Regions from separate parts of the Gossypium hirsutum genome. Here region 2 is linked to region 1. A link is a contact called in public Hi-C data. All regions are on one chromosome and are shown on one strand. The core of a region is the stretch at or near the end of the contact, and the rest is flanking DNA. Distances in the headings are between cores, read along the strand shown. Region 1 holds the start of LOC121210977. Region 2 overlaps LOC121211439 (probable U3 small nucleolar RNA-associated protein 11).

Region 1 (6,313 bases), core at 1,900-4,399:
CACCTTCAGTGCGTTGGAATGTCAACACTTTTATAACACAAGTTAAAAATCCATCGCACTGTTTTGTGCCTTAGAGTGGAGAACTTGTAAACATGGCTCCATTTACTCATCACTGGAGGCTTTGGGTGAAGTTGCAAAGTTGAACATCCAATGGAAATAAAAATGGTTTAGCTCTTTCTTTGGACTGTCTTTTTACATCTTTAACTATTTAATTTTTAATAGTTTTTCTACTTTTAACTTTTAATTTTATTCATTTTTTATTAAAATGTTTTTGAATTAATTCTTTTAATATGGTTAAATTTTTAAAAATATTTTATTTTTGAATAAATAATTTATTAAGTATATAATTAGTTGATTAATATGGATAATAATATATTGAAAATTTAAATTAATTTTAAAATATATAAAAATAATTTAGAAAATTGCTCTCAAGAAAAAAAAAACGCTCATATTAATAGCTTTAATAGTCCTTTTTCATTCTCACTTTACTGTTATAGCTATGTTTGAATCTAAACATGTATCTAACTATTTAGCTTGAATCTCATCGCTACAATATTCAATTTCGCAATTACTATTGTTTTTAATTTTACCAAAACCAATTTCACTCCAAATTCTCTAGACTTTGATATTTGGATAACAACACAATTGTGAGCTTAATCAATTGAATCATTATTTTTCACTTCGAGGTCGAAGGATTCACTGTTTGACAACATTAACCTGTTTTTTTTTTTGGATAATACCATATATAATATTTGTGCTTCAAAAATGTTTAATATGGTACTTAAATTATCAATCCATGTATTATTATTACACTTAGAGTTAACAATGTTAGTAAGTGCCAAAGAGGCAAACAAAACATATTAGGGGGTTGGGATATTTATACGAAGTAGACATGTTTAAAGTATGGGTCAGTCCAAATAATATGTGTTTAACTTGAGCTAGTTTTTATTCACCCAAATTAGCATTTAAAAAAGCAAAATAGGTTAAATATTCAATTTATATTAGATGTTGAAATTATTTAAGTTTATTTTTATCAAATTAATATTTAAATATTACTTTATATTAGTTTATCAAATTAAACTAAAAATATTAACAAATTTTATATAAAGTTTTATAAATTATATAAAAGAAATCAAACTAAAAGAACATTGGAAAACTTTGAGGGAAGAAACACAAATTATCGTATTTTTAGACCTTAATTATAAGGTAATAAAATTTTTTAAAAAAATTTAAGGGGCTAAAATGAGTACTCACAAAATTTAGGATACATATATATTGTTTTCAAAATAGCAATTCTACATGGATATTATAATACTTTGTTAAACACGTAAATAAAACGTAACTGCTGTTAAATCGAATTAAAACCTTTAAACCCATAAGTCATCTCCTACAATTCAAAATTCTATTTAATTGATCATACTGAAAATTTATTTAAATGATTTGTTTGGGAGTTGAAAATTTTGTATTTAACTTATTAGTTTATGTTTAAGGTGCGGGATGGATTGAAGTGATAGATAATGAAGAGATGAAGAGTAAGATGTATCGAAATGAGGATTAAGAATAATTTGTTGAAAGAAAGTGGTAAGTCTGATGAATTTAGCAAGTTTATGAAAAAGGTGAGATTTTGCAGCTTCAGAAAACAACATACAATGATATGATCGCAAGAAGTGAGGATGTCATAGGAATTTGCTTTAGTTGGATTCTATTTTTTTTTTATTCATTATGTATTTTGGGATCCTTAAGCTTATGTATTTGTTATGGTTAAATTTTAATGGTATGTACATGGATGTGTTTTGTGCCATTTTGCTAATTTTTATAAATTCCACACTCACACAAGAAAAAAGAAAAAACTAGAGTTGAACCATTTTCAATTTTGAGATTGTAGATTGTTTACAAGAGATTTATACAGAATAAATATCAGTTATTGTGAGGGTTTATTAGCCCTTTCTTTATCTCATTAAAGCCCATGTTTGGTGGGCTGATTTTTTTTCCCCAGGGGAGCATCTTGCTTCATTACTGCCAACGGAGTTGGAGATGGATTCATGCGCACTTCTGCTTCTTGACTTTGGAAGCTTGTTCAGCATTTCAGCTTTGTCTTCCAACTCATCTTTCATATTTGTGTAATTATTCACAGCATCATCATCATCATCATTAGAGCTCTCTCTAAATAACTCAATTAGTTGCTTCTTTGTATCTGTGGGAGAATTTTCCTTCAAGGTTTTCCGGTTTTTAGGGCTATTTCCGCAAGAAAAAGTAGAATCTGGATGAAACCAAGCTTTGTCAAAAGCAACGATGTGATTTTGAAGTTAAGAAACTTAGCAATGCTATTATTATGGGGAAATGAAAATAGTTTGTCTCAACAAAATTAGGGAAAATCTCACCACCATTCACACTGAAGAAATCTTCACTGTCAGATTCTAACCATTGGATGGAATCAAAAAACTTCTCCTCTGTGTTACCTGCATAGAAATGATAGACACACTTCAGTTAGATATGTTAAAAACTTGAGTAAATTAGTTTCCAGGCAATAATAAAGGTTAAAGATCTGCATAATGTAATAATCCATTGATGACAAAAAAAGAAAATAAATGTTAAGAAAGCCAGGTTAAGGAACAAACTCGAGTCTCGAAAACTAATTTCTTGTTCCATTGATGATGGCTGACGCCTGGAACCGAGTTCAGCAATGGAGCGCTCCTTTCTGGCAATGTTCTTCTTAGTGGGGGATTGAATTTGGGCACTAAGATTCATGTCTATAGCATCTTTGTTCTTGCAAACTCTAGCGCAATTGCCCATGTCTTTTTGCGACAATGACTGTGTCTCCTACACATTCATGAGGCGGCACTTTAACCAGCCTGTTTTTCTTCAATGCAAGCCAAGAAAAAAAGAGAAGAAAATTGAGAGAGAAAGGATAGGAATATGGGATTTTAGCTTCTTTTTTTTTTTTTTTGCTTGAATTAAATCAACCAAAATGAGGGGAAGGGAGTGGGGAGCTGATTGCTCTTAAAAGCAAAGAAATATCACTGCTTGCTAGCTTGGGTCCATCCATAATCAATGATCTCTTAATTTGGCCTTTATACTGTGCCATTATCTTTGTTTGATTGATACCTTTCTTACTGAACTATTATTTTCATGGCCGTTGCAGGAAAAGAAATAAAGGTTGTTTGTGGGGGTGGTTTCATCATTCCTCTTTTTTGGATTTGTTTTAACTTTGCTTTACCGACATTAACCTCGTTCCAAACTTGTATGCTAAGTTCAGTGTATAAAAGGAACCCTGAATCCAGATCAACTTGACAGTTCTTTTCTTATCTTTGCTTTGCTTTGAATAATTTTCAGATCCCGTTGTATTGTATTGTATTGTAGGGATCACCAAAGACTGAAGAATTCAACTTTGATTTTGTTATACCAACAAGTATAACGCCACATCTCAACAGAACTTAGTGTTGGCCACCTCAGAAGTCGAGTATAGAAGTGCAGCTAATGCAACATCCGAATTGACATGATTTCGTTCTCTGCTGGATGAAATATGTGTGAAGATTAAAGGCATACCAGTAATTTGGTGTGATAATTCCAGCACGGTGTCCTTGGCAGCAAATCCAGTGCTACATGCTCATGTTAAGCATGTTGAGCTTGACTTACATTTTGTGCGTGACAAGGTGCTCAGCGACAACTTCAGGTCAACTATGTACCTGGGAATGATCAAGTAGACCAAACCGTTAACCATAGGTGTTTTTTCTTGTTGTCATGCTAAGATGAATGTGATTGCTATTGAGTCTGGAGGGGGAATATCAGAAGTAACTAAGTAACTTGAATTAATTAAGAGCAATTCATTGTTAGTTAAGTAGTTAAGGGTAGTTTTCTACTTTGTTAATGATTCATTTCTGGAGTATAAGTATTGAATGTGGATTGTAATTGTTAAGTTAGATTAATGAGTTTTCTAATAAGACTATACTCTTAATTTCGTTAGAAGTCTAGAATGGTTGAGTTTCAACTTTCATCTATATTTACTTTTTCTATTAAGAGTTGGAAGTTGCCAACTAACTGGCGAGTTCCCTCATGGTTTATTTATTTTCCTAAAAACATTAAATCTGAGTACTAGTTTTTTCTTCTCAAATTCCATGGCCTTATAGGATACACTTGCCATATGATCAACAGTGTTAAGTAAAAGGGTCAAACTTAATGTCAGAAAAATAATATCTAACAAAAATGATTTACTTAACCCATGAAATGTGCATTTAACCCTACACAGATAGAATTAATGCCTTAGCACTGTGGCCTTGAATTGTTAGAAAAGAAAGAAATTATTACAATCACATCCCAGGGATAAACAGAAATTTAAAATTACAAAAAAAAAAAAATTGTAGCCAAGAAAGGACACATTGTCTCCTATTGGCTCTCCCGAGACAGTTGAATTTTCAAGAAAATTTTGGGCCTAATCTGGAAAACCATTTAGAGGAATGAATATAGTTAATCTTCGACCCCTAACAAAAATCAGTATACCATGTTATTTCACAGACAAAAGACAAAACAAGCTTATATATGTGTGTTGTTAATTTATGTTCCAATTCTTTCAAGATTCTCGGAAACAGTTTTCATCCTGGGTCGAATCTCAGGGTCTGCTTCAGTGCATGCAAGCGCTACATGAAAAACAGCTAACACTTCCTTCTTGGAATGCACTTCTTGTAATAACATCGGATCCACCATATCCGACAAGGGGTTTTCTTCTTCGAATCCTTTCCTTACCCACCTCACCAGGTCTGGAATTTCCATGGAAGTGGATGTGGTCGGAGATAGCTCAGAGGACTTCCCGGTGAGTAGTTCAAGTAAGACCACTCCAAACGAATAGACATCCCATTTTTGGGTGGGTCGACCACCGATGACTCGAGCCTCCGGCGCTTGGTAGTTGTTGGTTCTTTCGGTTTGGATCGATTTGTAAGGAAGTCCGCCAATGAAGCCACCGGACGAAGAGGGATCGCTGCCGGTGATGGTGATGAGTTTGTTGAGTCCAAAATCGGAAATGTAGGGATGGAATTCATGGTCAAGGAGGATGTTGGAGGGTTTGACGTTGCCGTGAACGAATTTCCTGGGACTGCATTCGTGAAGGTAGGCCAGGCCACGGGCGGATCCCTTTGCGATTTTCAGCCTTGTTGACCATGAAAGGTTTGTTGATGGCTGACCATTTCTGCCTGAAATTATTGTATTAGCTATATAATAAAACTACATAAATGAGTATCTAAACTCTTTTTCTTCTACGTAACATGTGTGGTATGGTAACTTAAAAAGATAATACTAAATTGACTTTTTTTTACCATATGATCCAAGGCCGAAGGTGACTGTTGGGGGACCTACCATTTGGTATACAACTCATTTAAAAGCAATAGTAACCTGTCAACCTCACTAACAAATAAGAGAGAAGCAAAAACAACTAGATTTTCTACTGTATTTTACCACTAAATTTGTACTAAACCATACCCGCTGTGGGTGTTTTCTTATTCAAAAGATCTCTTTATTATGCATGCATTTTTATTTTTTAAAAATAATAATATTTATTCTAAATATATATTTTTAAAATACAACATCTTTATACTAGATCGGAAAGTGAAGGTCTTTAACAAAAGTTTCGGCACTATGAGAGTACAATTGTAACGGAAAGGGACTACACTGGCAGGCCTAATGAGTCCCCGTGGGTGAGTAATTACACTCATAACGGGTCGCCCACTTTGGACCACTTCATTTCTAGATCATCATCATTAAGCATGACCAACGTTAGATTATTATTATTACCATTATTTATGCTTTTAAATATACCAAATAAAGAGAAAGGGAAGGAATACTAAATTTTATTAACATACCAAACACACGATTAAAAGAAGCAAATGTATCAACTAATGTTAGGAATGAACAGGGTTGAACCTTCAACATCATAGAAAAATATATACAAAAAAAAGAACGCAAATTGTATTAAATAATGATAAAAACTTAAACAAATTGTGATTGATCGGATGCAAGTGTTGAATATGTATTTGAAGGATAGGAAGACAGATTTTTGAGAAAAGAATAAAGAAAGTGTGGAGGATAAGGAAATAGTAGAGTTGGGTGGAAGAAGAGGAAAAAGAGAAGCTAACCTTTCATGGCATTGGTCAAATTGCCATTGGAGATGAAATCACTAATGAGAAGCTTTTCATCAGGAGCCCAGTAATAAGCTCTCAACTTCACAACATTGGGATGCTTAACCTTCCCAATGGCTTGAACTTCAGCAGCAAACTCCCTGCACCTCTGCTGATCTGATCCACCCTCACCCAATCGACGTACAGCT
Region 2 (6,313 bases), core at 2,109-4,608, 180 kb before region 1:
GATAAAGTGGAATATAATACGGCCGTCCGAATATAGTCTAAGTAGACACAACGAAGGAAAGCTGATAGTCCGCGGAAGAAAACAAGATTTTATTTTATTGCCCGAGGATTCAAGCTGACAAGGATTATTCAAGAGCCGTCACGCCTCAACTTTCTTAAAGAAGCTAATGAGCATCATGGGGATAAGTGAACAATGAACTGCGGCCTAGATCAAGCAAAAAGAAAATAATAGAGATAACTTTTGGGAAGATTCGCAAGTTTCGACCATAACATCTGGATATGAAAAAAAAGCTTGATGTCTTCAATTAGACTATGAGGGCAATGTCGCATATGTAATCCGTTTTATGTAAAGAAATTTATTTTCTAGAAAAGTTTTTCTAATGGAATTGAATTCAGAATCAACGCCTCTCTTTCTTTTTGCATTCTTCCCATGCATTTGCATTACATTGCATCATACGCATTAGATTTCATAAAAGACCCTTAATTAATTAAAATTATTTCAGTTAATCTGGAAACCGACAAAAATTTACCAACCAAGCATTGTTACGGTATTTTTGCTCAATTTTGATATCTTCCTCCTCTTCTCTTCCTCCTTATTTATTTGTGTAAACAATGGCTGGTTATCCTCCAACTTTTTAATTTTTTAATATAATTTTTATTTAAAAATAAAATTATTTTAATTAAATATAACTAATAATTTTATTATATAATAAATAAAATTACAATATGATTATTAATATCATCAACTAAGAACAATTATCACAATAAATACAAAACACAAAATATTATTTTCTAATAAAATATTTATTCAAGTTTTTATTAATGTATAATTTAAAATAAAGAAATTCTGACCTTATACTTTTATGGCCATTTTACCAGAAAAAGCCCATTTCAAAAATTATTTACGGAAATGGGCCAACTTTTTGATTATTTACTGGAAAGGGCCAAATTCAGCGAAAACGCGTCCACATCAGCACGATTTCAAGGGATATGCTAGCAAAGCGCTTCCCTGAGGGAACATTTTTGCCATGTCAGCACAAATCACGCCCTCGTGGACACTCTTTACTGATGTGGCAAAAATGCTCCCCCAGGGATACGTTTTAGCTCGGGTTTAAATTTTCAAAAAAGGTCATTTTTTTAAATGTCACAAAAATAAACCAATTTTTTTGAAAATTTACAAGAATAAACCTTAAAAAAGGCTCAAAGTGATAACACCACTTTTTTTAAGGTGTCACAAATTAATATGAAAACAAAACTTAGAAAGCAAATCTTTATATAGACTCAAAGTCTCATTTCTCATGTTTTCTTAAGCAATGTGGGATATGAGATATGTGTATATATAGACTCATGAATAGGTTTGCAGCTTGTTCCTAAATAATGTGGGATTCCTTCCTCTTTTAACTAACAACATGAGACTAAATGCTACACTATATTTTATAAGATTTTTACAGAACAATTTCTATTTTTTTATATTTTGTTAACATTTTCTCATATTATAAAATTATCTTTTGAGATATTTAATCTTGTTGCATTTTAGAATTGTTAACATATACAAAAGAACTATTAAAAAAAGAGAACAAATTGCACATATGAAACTTGTACATGCAATAATCTTCTATTCAACTTTAAATGTTTGAAGTTAATATCAATGCAATTCTAATTTTTAAAATAATTTTCCATTATTTAAATTTAGAAGTTATACTTTTAATTTTTTAATTTTAATTTTAATTTTATATTATGAATGTTTGATTAATAAATAAATGGTGAGTATTTGGCACTCAAATAGTATTTTTTTGTAATTTTAAAAAAATTGATATATCTTTTTTAAATATTTACTTATTTTTAATATTTTACTATACTAATTAATTTTTTTAATTCTAATTTTAATTTAATTTTCATCACCTAATGAATGCTGATAAATTTATTTTAGATGTATTTTGACTAGATAGATAATTTATTTAAACATAGTATATAATTATGTTAAATAAGTTTTTTCATAGAAATATATAATATACATAAAATATAATAATTATTTTTCATATTTTTATATCTAGATTAAATTACATTAGTAGTCACTTAACTATGATTTTTTAGCTATCGAATTATAAAAACTTACAAAATGATCACTCAACTATTAGTAATTTTTTAAATATTTATTTTTTAATATTTTACCACACTTATTTTATATTTCATAATTTTTTTACTTATAGAGTTTAAAATTTTTATTTATGATGTAACAAATGTTAACTTTTTGTAAAAAAAATTAAACTTTAAGTAAAAAAAATATAAAATATAGTGTAGCTTTTAATCTCATGTTGTTAGTTAAAAAAGGAAGGAATCCCACATTGTTTAGGAACAACCTGCAAACCTATTCATGAGTCTATATATACACATATCTCATATCCCACATTGCTTAAGAAAATAAGAGAAATGAAACTTTGAGTCTATATAAAGATCTTTGTAAGTTTTGTTTCCGTATTAATTGATGCTACATTAAAAAAAGTGGTATTATCACTTTGAGTCTTTTTTTAAGGTTTATTCTTGTAAATTTTCAAAAAAATTGGTCTATCTTTATAATATTTAAAAAAAATGACCTTTTTTTGAAAATTTAAACTCAGGCTAAAATGTGTCATTGGGGGAGCGTTTTTGCCACATCAGCAAAGTGCGTCCACAAGGGCGCGATTTGAGTTGACATGGCAAAAATGCTCCCCCAGGGAAGCGCTTTGCTGGCATATCCCCTGAAATTGCGCTCATGTGGATGCGTTTTTGTAGAATTCGGTCCTTTTCGGTAAATAATCAAAAAGTTGACCCATTTTTGTAAATAATTTTTGAAATGGGCTTTTTCTGGTAAAATGGCCAATAATTTAATCTAATATTTTTTTAAAATCAATTCAATTATAAAATTAGTAAAATACTTTTTATAAACAAATTAAATTATATTTTTAAGAGTAAATTTTTTTAAATAATAATCATAATAAAATTTAAAATTTAATCATAAGATATGAAACTGAAACCTTATGCCTAATAAATACTTACCTTTATCATTATAAATAACACATCAATCGATTTAAAAATATCAAATTATAACAGATTAATCAAATTTATAAAAAATGTAAAGTATAAGGATCTTTTATTAAATTTGACCAATTAAAATTTATTGATTATAGAATCAGAAACTAGGCAATTACCAAAGACAGTGTTGATAGGGTTCATGGCGACTTGATTTTTAGCAGCGTCACCGATTAAATGATCGGAATCGGTGAAAGCTAGGTAAGACGGCGTCGTTCTGTTGCCTTGGTTGTTGGCGATGATTTTGACTAGGTCATGTTGCCACACTCCGACACAGGAGTATGTCCTGCCTAGATCAATTCCGATAGCTGGTCCTTCCCCTTTTGCAGCCATTGACATTGATTACTGTGAACAATCAAAGAAATCAGACGGTCGTGGAATTACCCTTTTTTTTTTTTGAATGGAGGGAGAGAGTTAGAAAGAGAAGAGAGAAATTATACACATGATTGTCTGCTTTGGTCTATTATTTATGTAAATTGCATAATTAGTCATCTAATTTTCATAAGTTTTCATTTCGATCACTGAAAATAAAACATTTTCAAATATGGTACCGCCATTAGATAGTTTTTCTAGTAACTCGTCGTAAATAGTTTTCTTGTTTTGATTGCTCGACAATTATTGGGCTAATAAAAATGTTATTGTACACTTATTTTAATTATTCAACTTTAGTAAATTTTTCATTTTAGTTATTCATTTTTATCTTTTTAAATTCTTTTATTTTTTCTTTGTAATAAATAATTTTAATTTTTTCGATAAAGGAAAACATGAGTTTTGACGGGGAATTATTGAATTTTTATAAGAAAAATTAGAGTTTTTGCAAGGAAATATCATTTTATCTTTTTAATTTCAATTTTTTCTCTTTGTTTAGAATTAATTTTAAGTTTTTTAGCCAAAAAGGAAAAAAAAACATGTATTTTACTAGAAAAACCATTTTTCTCAAAAAATAGTTCTTTTTAGAATTAATTTTAATTTCTTTTTTCATAAAAAAAGAAAACATAGGTTTTTACTGAGGATTACTAAGTTTTTATAGGAAAACACTTGTGCTTTCACAAGGAGAAACTTGAGTTTTTACAATGAATTATTTGGATTTTTATACGAAATTGAGTTATAGTTTCAACTCCACAATTGGGAAATTTAATTTCTTATAAAAACCCAAGTTTTCCTTTTTTTTGGAAAAATTAAAATAATAAAAATTTACTAAAGTTGAGTGATTAAGATGAGTGTATACTAATATTGCCGTTAGCCAAATTAATAGCAAGTGACTAAAATAAAAACTATCTAACAACGGTGTTATATTTGTATATTTTTTTTATTTTTAGTGACCAAATTGAAAATTTATGAAAATTAAATGAATTATTGTGTAATTTACTCTTATTATTTTTATAACTTCTTTTTTTTTTTTTATCAAATAGGTTAATTTCATCATATGTCTCCAAATTACACTTCAGATTTTATATTAGTCTTAAAATTCTCTAAAACATTTTAATTGGATCATTAAATATCAATATCATGTTAATCTAGGTTTTTTTGTTAACTTAAATCTCAACTTGGATGTTTAAATTTTGTTCAGGTATGATAAGAAGTGTATTTAAAACACGTCGATCAAATTTAAATATTTATGTATGTATAACATGAATAGCTTAGATCTCCGATTTTAAAAAAATAATATTCTAAATTTTAATAATTTTATTTTTTAGGATTAATGTATAGTTTGCCCTCTGAACTTATCTAAAAATGCTTAGTTGGTACCTAAAATTTTTTTTGACCTAGTTGGCATTTGAACTTGTATTCTGTTACGCACTTTGATAACTTCGCACTAAACAATTAGTTTGTATTGATGTGGCAATGATAGCCAATCATATGATGACACATGATATCCTCTTATTAAAAATTTTAAAAAAAATCTTTACAAATATATAAATTAATAATGGGTAAACTACGCCCAAGGTCAATAAACTATTCATAAGTTTATGTTTTGATCACTCAACTTCATAAAGTTACAAAATAGTCACTGAACTATTCGAAAGTTTTTACTAAAGTCACTAGGCTATTAATTTTTTTTAAAAAAGTTCAATTAGCAAGCTTGAGCCAACGATTAGATAATTGGTATTGTGGATTAGTACTCATTGACTGAAGGTGCTCATGGGCTAGACCAAGCTCATGCAAGGTATCTAGATCAAATTTTCAAACTTGGGCCTGGTCCGACCTGAAAAAATGGGCTTACTTTTTTGCCCAAGCTCCACTCAATTTAAGAAAAGTTTTCATGTAGCACCCTAAACCCGGCCCAGACGTTATGGCCGGATCCGACATGCCACATCGAAGCGTTCAAAACATTTTATATTGTTGATCCAGAAAAACCTACTTAGTGTTTTAAAAGATAATTTCATTATAGGTTAAAATGAATGGAAGCTGTGCACCAGATAGGAAACCGGAAAAGAGGAGGTGAGTCTATCGGACTACTTAAGTACCAAGCTCCCTTCGGATCCAATCCTAAACATGCACACCACCATTGCCACACCTTAACGTCATGTATATTTCTAGGAAACCGATTTGGTTAAGTCATTTTTAGGAAAAGTGATTAATTTTGGAAAATACTTTCATTGCGGAAGCTTTGCTTGTTGTCGTGTTATTTTGAAATCAATTGTTGTTTTTTTTGAAAACGCGCCCTAAAGCTATCCAATTTCAACAGTTAAAATAAGTAATACCTATCTTAGTAATACATATTAAAACCATAAAAAATAATTAAGCGGCCTTATTACATTTAAAAACCCAAACCTCAACGTAAATAATAGGATGTCCAGTTCACCAGAAGAAAACCAAACTTTCAGAACGGGTGGCCACTCCGAATTCCCTCACAGCTCCAAGCCCACTATGGTTGGGGATTTCCTGCGTGGATGAAAATAAAAGGGGTGAGTTTGGGGAAACTCAGTGTGTAAGGAAAACCCATTCAAAACCCAAGTCAGCTTAAGCCTATTGGGCCTAAGCCCATTCAGGTAACAGTGGTACTGGACCAGAGCCCTTTTCAGATTACAATAAACTGGTCCTTAGCCCCTTATTCAGATAACAGTATGGCCCATAGGCCCATTTTAAAATACATGCAACATCAATAACATATGCAAGCCCATTTGGGGAGACTACTCAACCCACCAACCACTACACTCCACCCGTACCAACCCTACACTCCATGTGGGGAATAGCTCAACCCACCCAGCCCAACACTCCACAGTTGCAGCCTTACTGCTCAG

What was found. Hi-C and Micro-C count contacts between places; a contact is called where the count stands out from the background.
Region 2: a contact with region 1 is called in a Hi-C map of leaf, with 1.8 times the contacts expected there. The contact joins the enhancer-like site here to the promoter of LOC121210977 in region 1. A contact is called at or near these places in 3 of 34 Hi-C or Micro-C datasets (hypocotyl and leaf).

The regions. Positions count from the first base shown.
Region 1 is chrA12:91,095,745-91,102,057 of Gossypium_hirsutum_v2.1, reverse strand. LOC121210977 reads right to left here and starts at 3,149. Exons shown (of 3, transcript XM_041083060.1): 1 at 2,619-3,149; 2 at 2,382-2,459; 3 at 1,852-2,260. The coding sequence starts at 2,793. The coding sequence ends at 1,950. LOC121210976 (receptor protein kinase-like protein ZAR1) reads right to left here. Exons shown (of 2, transcript XM_041083059.1): 1 at 6,123-6,313; 2 at 4,208-5,183. The coding sequence ends at 4,552. It also overlaps the pseudogene LOC121210978.
Region 2 is chrA12:91,274,971-91,281,283 of Gossypium_hirsutum_v2.1, reverse strand. All of the region lies in intron 4 of LOC121211439 (probable U3 small nucleolar RNA-associated protein 11), which reads right to left. Among protein-coding and RNA genes, the nearest start is that of LOC121211439, 7.7 kb to the right of the region's middle. Within about 2 kb of position 3,358, at least 5 of the 9 cell types and tissues checked have an H3K27ac peak or open chromatin away from gene starts, as enhancers often do. A contact at or near this core is called in leaf, where this site is marked.